Regions from separate parts of the Ovis aries genome. Here region 1 is linked to region 2. A link is a contact called in public Hi-C data. All regions are on one chromosome and are shown on one strand. The core of a region is the stretch at or near the end of the contact, and the rest is flanking DNA. Distances in the headings are between cores, read along the strand shown.

Region 1 (3,480 bases), core at 312-2,811, 49 kb after region 2:
TAAAAGTGGACTCCTCGTGGCTGTATCTAAAATGCATGGGGAAGTGGGGGGTTGGTTCACAGTTTAGGCCCGAGTGTAAAGGTTGGTGAAATCGGACGAGGTCAGAGTCAGACTAGGGGAAAGGCTGGGGAAAGAAGCTCGGAGCCCAGGTATTAGATATTCACGGAGTCTGAGCCAGAGCTCAAGAGTAATGTGAAATGGATGCTCTGAATCCTGCAGTGCCAGGGGTGGCCTTCTGTGGTTGATAAAAAATGCTGGCTCTTTGCTGTCTGGCAGAGGTGGGACTGAGTTTTTGCACTGTTAACTTACTCACCCTCTGTGTTCATTTAATCCAATTTATTCAAACTGTCAGCATCCTTGTTTTCTCATTTATGAAGCAAGAGTTCTAACACCCCCACAGAGTTATTCCAAAGAAAGTAGGTATTCCAAAAACGCTCCTTTTTACTTGAGAGAGAGGAAAATTTCCTGAGACACAAAGGCCCAAGAAACTGACCCAATATGAATCTTCCTGAAAACATTCAATAAAAATGATCTCATGACCTTTTCCAGGATTGATAATTTATGGGTGTTCATATGCTGTTTTAATATTTTGTATATCATTAACTATCTTCAGCTAAGACCTAAGGCAGTTGGAAAGATTGAAGGTGGAAAGAGAAGGGGGCAGCAGAGGATGAGATGGTTGGTTGGCATCATGGACTCAATGGACATGAGCTTGAGCAAGCTCCGGTAGACAGTGAAAGACAGGAAACCCTGGCGTGCTGTAGTCCACGGGGTCTCAAAGAGTTGAACACGACTTAGCAGCTGAACAACAACATCAGGGCAGTTGGTAGAAACACTCGGCATGGAAAATGGTTCCTAACCAGGGCTGAAGCCGGTTGGTGACGTGCCTGAGGGACCAGAACGGACCTATACATTTCTGGGTTCTCAGGCGTGACCTTTCAGGAGGCTTCAAGTGTGATATTAAGGAAGTTGCTGAACATATTTAGCTCAGAACATTTGCTTGCAAAGGGTGTGATGTGTTGCGTCGTAGCGGGAGAGTAACATTCGTAGGTGATGATAAAGAACTCTGCACTTGGTGAAATATTTTCACCTCTGCCCTCTTTGGTCATTTCATAACCTTAAGGTTAAAAGAGTGTGAATTCTATTTACAAATAAGCACATCTGTCTTACTTTTTTCTTCGGAACCTGTTTTCTCTAAGCTGCATTATGTAACTAATGAATCCAATTTCACTGCGGGCCCAAGAGACGGTGACTTTTTACTTTATTGAAGAGGAGCTTGGATTTAACTTTTTTTTTTTTCTCATTAAAATATGATTTGCAAACGCCTTTCCAAACGGAGTGCTTCCAAGGGGTACAAACCACCCTCCTAATTCTCAACCTTCTCCTTGAAACACCTTTTCATTGAAACAAAAACAGAGAGCTCTGAAACTCAGGGCTGCAGCACCAGCTCATTGTCTTATCAGCCGGCTTCGCCATCAACTAGAGAAGTTGTGGTTTAACCCCGGGCTGGGGCCGCTGCCGACGCTGCCATGGCAACGCGCTGCACCATTTGCAAAGGCTTGCGCGCTTAACCGCACGGCTACACCTCTTCCTTTCCTATAAAGACTCAGAATCAGAAAAACAGAAGTACCCTGGAGGAGGAGAAACCACAAGAGCAGAAAAGCCACCAAGGCTGCTCTTCGCTGTGCAAACAGCCTTCTGATGAGAAGAGTGTGTTGAGAACCTCTTCTGTTTGAAAGGGGAGCTTTTCCCATTAGGCCAGGTTCCTTTAATGATTTTGAAAGTCAATCAAGTGTTTCTGTTCGGAGTTTTCAGCAAGGGGAAATGAAGTTAGTAGCGCGTGTTATCAGACTCTGCTTTTATTTCCCTTCCCTTCTGGGCAGCCTGGCCAGACCTAGGGATCTTGTTTGCCAGAGGGGAGACAGGTTGGTTAGGCAGACTCGCTGCAACCTAGCGTCCTTCTCCTGTTTATCTATTACTGTCTAGTGTTTAGTTCACTAGAAGATAGTATTGGGCTGGCCAAAAAGTTCATTTGGGGTTTTCCATAACCTCTTGGCCAACCCACTATAATTTAGATTTCACTCTTGGTTCCTTTTTAAAAAAAGTCTGTGGGTGCTAAGTCATGGACCTTGACCCAGACCTGGATCAGTGCCCAGCCCTGCAGCCAGCTGTCAACCCCTGGCCCCAGGAAGCCCACCCACCACCCTCTCTCTCCCATATCCCACCTCTTTTAGGAGATGTAGGTTTGATCACAGACTTTTTTGCTTGTTTAGTTTTAAAGCATGCACATAATAAGAGTAAACCATTTTCAGGAATGTTTTATTTTCCCTTCCTTGAAGCTTTGTGTACAAATACTGAAGAATAAGGGATTCCCTGGTGGTTCAGTGGTAAAGAATCTGCCTTCAAAGCAGGAGACATGGGCTCGATCTCTGGATCAGGAAGATCCCCTGGAGAAGGAAATGGCAACCCACTCTACTCTTCTTGCCTGGGAAATCCCACAAACAGAGGGGCCTGGTGGGCTACAGTCCACAGGGTCACAGAGAGTCAGGCAGTACTGAGTACACACACACACACTGAAGGATAAGGTGTCAGCTTGGTTCTATTTATTTATTTTTATTTTAAAGATTGGATTTTTTTATGTGGACCATTTTTAAAGCCTTTAATGAATTTTATAATATGGCTTCTGTTTTATGTTTTGGTTGACTGTGAGGCATGTGACAGGCATGTAACTCCCTGACCGGGGATGGAGCCCGCAAGCCCTGGAAGGTGAGGTCGTAACCGCTGGACCACCAGGGATGTCCCTCAGCTTGGCTTTAGTTCTGTTAGCTCACCACAGTTCTGTTCACACCCTTCCTTGCCTTCCATGCGCCCCCGTCACTTTTTTTTGTTTGTTTCTAAGTAAGAAGCTACCTCTTTTACAGCCATCATTCAGCTTTTAAAAAATAAATTTCAATGTATGACTTACTCTGAATCCCGCTTTGATGGTTCACACATGGCATTTTACTCATCGTGGGTCTCTTTAGAGTAACTACTGGATTGAGCATTAAATATGTTTCCCTTATGGCAGTGTGTAGTTGAAAAAGCCTGGGACATTTTAGAATCATGCTGCTGCTGCTGCTAAGTTGCTTCAGTTGTGTCCGACTCTGCGACCCCATAGATGGCAGCCCACCAGGCTCCCCTGTCCCTGGGATTCTCCAGGCAAGAACATCGGAGTGGCTTGCCATTTCCTTCTCCAATGCATGAAAGTGAAAAGTGAAAGTGAAGTCGCTCGGTCGTGTTGGACTCTTAGCCACCCTATGGACTGCAGCCCACCAGGCTCCTCCATCCATGGGATTTTCTAGGCAAGAGTACTGGAGTGGGGTGCCATTGCCTTCTCCGTTTAGAACCACATCTACATTTAAAACCAAACTCCTGCTAGGAGTTCTTTAGCCTTGCATGTGTTTATTTATTGAGACCTCCTCTGTTAAAAGAGGACAGTGC
Region 2 (3,701 bases), core at 593-3,092:
TAGGCCTAACTCCTAAACAATAGTGTTGACGAGCACGGACGCTTAATTAAAACACACGTTTGTAAAAAGAGAATAGTATCATCGGTATGCCATCAGGTTCTATCTTTCTGAGATTAAGAATTAGAAAAGTACAAAGTATAAAAGATTGGAGAAGGAGATGAGAAACATGAAAAAAAAAAATAGTAAAGCAAATAAGGAAAGTTGAGGTTGGGTTCAAAACGCAGCTTGCTTACGTCCCAGCTATGAGACTTCAGACAATTCACCTAACCTCTCTGAACTTTACAGATAAGATGAATTATGTATCTCTTTATCTCCAAGTTTGTTATACAAATTGCATTATATGATTAAAGGGCTAAGCATTTTCCTGGATGTGGTAAGAGTACAATAGTGTTAGCTACTATAACAACCATCATTTAAAATCATAATAATGAAAAGAATCTCATTAAAATGTTACTTAGTGTTCAGAAATTAAGGGGTGGAATTATTTTCATTTGTACCAAGTTGGGGGGGGGGGCATGTGTGCAAATTGGGTTCTGTAGTTCCTAGCAGCTAAAGTAAGAGAAAAACAGATAAGTATGCAGACATCAAAAGGTTTATACACGTCAACACAGGAATCCTGCCCTAGCACTTCCTAGCCAGATCATTGCAAGGGGTCTGTCTCCAAGTCCCTTCCACCTGATCTGTAGTTCAGAGCACAATGCCTTGCCTATGTGTGCAGTAAGGGTTTTATTAATGCATGCCTGCAGGTTCTGTGATGATGAGACCAGCTCACTCCACTGTATTGCTGACTTCTTAAAAAATGTTCGTTATTTATTGGTTTATTTGACTTTGCCGGGTCCTCGTTGCGGCACATGGGTTCTTTGGTTGCAGAGTGCAGGATGTTTTAATTGCAGCACGTGGGGTCTAGTTCCCTGACCAGGGATTGAACACGGGCCCCCTGCGTTGGGAGTTCGAAGTCTTAGCCGCTGAACCACCAGGGCAGTCCTGTACTGCTGATGTCATAGAGGCTTCCTTCTCGTACGCATTTTCCTAATTAATCGACTTACTGAGAACACCATCAAAATCACAAAGGATGTTGTGTATTTATTTGCAGTCATTTAATCAGAAAGGTCGAGACAGTATGGCTGAGGGGGAATAAAAGTTTAACTTTTGTAAAAAAAATAGCTCTTGATTGAATGTCTCTTCTTTCCCTCATCGGCAACACCAAGAATATCTCAGGTCATAGAGGCACCCCTTTATTGAAGCTTGGTTTACTGCAGGAGAGGTGAGTTTCTGATTCCATTCCCAGCCCTACAAGAATATCTGTGAAAGATTTGGGGCAAGCCTATTAAGCTTTCTGAAAGTGCTTTGCAGAGAAAGTGGCTGGATACTCGAACTGTCGTATTGCTGAGTTCTGAATGCCCTAATGGTACAAGATTCTGGTTGTCGAAAATAACTAGAGAGGTAGTTGCTTTTTCATTCATTTGGTCATTTTAAGACAAATACAGTTGTTTTTTCTTCATTAATTCAATTAGCATATCATCTTGCCAGTCCTCATTTTTGTTATACCTATGCTGACTGTTTTATCATTGTTTAGGTAAGAATGTAATGGATTTTGGGGGGTGGGGCATGTCATTTTCTAGTTATCGTGAATACTGCATGGGAGTATTTGGATATGAAAAATGCATCTTTCTTGAGGGAAAATCTATTGAGAGGCCTAGTAACTCAGTCTAATTACTTGAATTACGGAAGTAAGAGGCCTTGGCAGTGACTTTGAACAACTTTCTTGACTTCCTGCAAAGAGGACCCTTTGCAGCCTTTTTGCAGAAGTTAGTAAAACCGAATCTGACATCACTGCCTCTCAGCAAGTGGTTTGTTCTCAGGGCAGCAGGAGGAAATCGCCCCTGTCTGATAAGACACCAGTTGAAGAGTACGCATTCACTTCTTTCCTTCTTGATTCGGCCTTACAGAGAAACATTGGTTCGGAGATAACCATTATTTTGCCTTTCAGAAGGACGCATGCTGTCTCTCGGGAGTTTGGCTGAGTTCCAGATATGACCATGTATCTGTGGCTTAAACTTCTGGCATTTGGCTTTGCCTTCCTGGACACCGCAGTGTCTGTTGCAGGTAAGCACAAGGAAATTCATATTTCCTTAGTTATTTGTGTGTGTGTGTGTGTGTGTGTGTGTGTGTGTAAGGACACTGGTTTGAAATAGACATATAAGCAAGTGAAGTGTTGGTGACTGGAGATGAGGAAGCCCTCTGTAAAACGGTCAAGGTCATTGTCCCTCAGAGAGACATGGCTCCCTGGGGGACAGAATACATTTTTCTGTTTAAAAAGGCGTACATGTTTGGCCCCAAAATCACCATTCCAAAGACAAACATTGTCTATCTGTATCTTGGTTTACAAACTGTTCAAGGACATTACAACAGCAGTGTTGAAAGTTTGAAGATATCTGAATGACCAAAAAACTAAATTTTGGTCTTTTTAACAAAAACTGCATTTGTAAAAATCATAATATGGCTTTGTTTGCACACAAACCACTCCTTTTTTTTTTTTTTCAGACCGGGGGTTTGCTTCCTCAAATTTTGATTATGGCCAAAATGTTTTATTGAAGACTTAAGTGTATGGTACTTGAAAAAATAAAAACAAATTTGGATATGGCATTAAAGAGTACCTTTTTGCAAAATTTTTACCACAAAATGTATTCTAAATCAAGGTTTTTGTTCCTTACAATCCTTTGAATGATTATTTCCTCTGAATACTCTTGCGGGGCCACCGCCCTTCCTGGGTGCTGGGTAAATCTTACAGCCTTGACGAGATAAAAATACTTTAAATTCTTAAGAGTCATGTAAATGAGGCATTCTATAGGAAAATGTAACTGACTGGAGCTCCTGCATCTATTCAGCTTTAAGATCTTTGCACACTTCTGGCCCACTTAGTGGGCATTTCTTGAACGGTTGCAGTGTGGGTCATGAGTGCATTTCGGTTGATATTTAGTATGACTTCTTACGGTGGAGGATCGAAAAGCTTTTTTAAAAAATTATTATTGAAAGGATATTTGAAATGATATTTTTGCAGATTTCTAAAAAAGTTAAAAAAATGGGAAACATATTTTAAAAAAATCTTGCTTATTGTAATTCGCTTTGAAATGCCTTTTAAAAAAATTTGCACCACTCTCCTTTTCTCTAAAAGGCAGGACAGAAGTTTTCTTTTGAACATGCTACACTGTTAATTTACATTCTGTGAAACTAAAGATAGTAGAAAGTAGTGTGTGTATATATATATATATATTTTTAACTGCAAAAATGGATTAAATATTTTTTATGTAGGTATAGCATTTTGTCTTGGTACAGGAAATGTTTATTAAGTTATCATTCCTATGAAGCTGGTTATCACAATTAAAGTATTATAAGGAATAATAATTTTTATAAGGTAATACATGTATTTTCATGTCAGAGTAAATTTCCATTAAAATTTTCCCTCAGAAACTGTTGCACAACTTTCTAAATGAGATATTTTGTAGGCCATAGAGCAAACTACCATAAAAATTTCAACTTCGCCTATTAAGGCTTTTTACTCTAAGAAACATCTTTGAATTTATATTCAACATGAGAGTATAAAATGATCTAGAAACCTTTAAAGCAATTTTGCTGAATAGTTTGTACCATAGATAAATGAATAGGTGTACAAAGATTTATTTTGAGAGACCAAGTTTAAC

What was found. A called contact is a pair of places that touch in the nucleus more often than the background predicts.
Region 1: a contact with region 2 is called in a Hi-C map of blood, with 5 times the contacts expected there. The contact joins the enhancer-like site here to the promoter of PTPRC in region 2. A contact is called at or near these places in 3 of 16 Hi-C or Micro-C datasets (all in blood).

The regions. Positions count from the first base shown.
Region 1 is chr12:76,988,735-76,992,214 of ARS-UI_Ramb_v3.0, forward strand. All of the region lies in intron 2 of PTPRC (protein tyrosine phosphatase receptor type C), which reads left to right. Among named protein-coding and RNA genes, the nearest start is that of PTPRC, 49 kb to the left of the region's middle. Within about 2 kb of position 1,562, at least 10 of the 54 cell types and tissues checked have an H3K27ac peak or open chromatin away from gene starts, as enhancers often do.
Region 2 is chr12:76,939,823-76,943,523 of ARS-UI_Ramb_v3.0, forward strand. PTPRC (protein tyrosine phosphatase receptor type C) reads left to right here and starts at 1,843. Exons shown (of 32, transcript XM_060396233.1): 1 at 1,843-1,909; 2 at 1,991-2,106. The coding sequence starts at 2,034.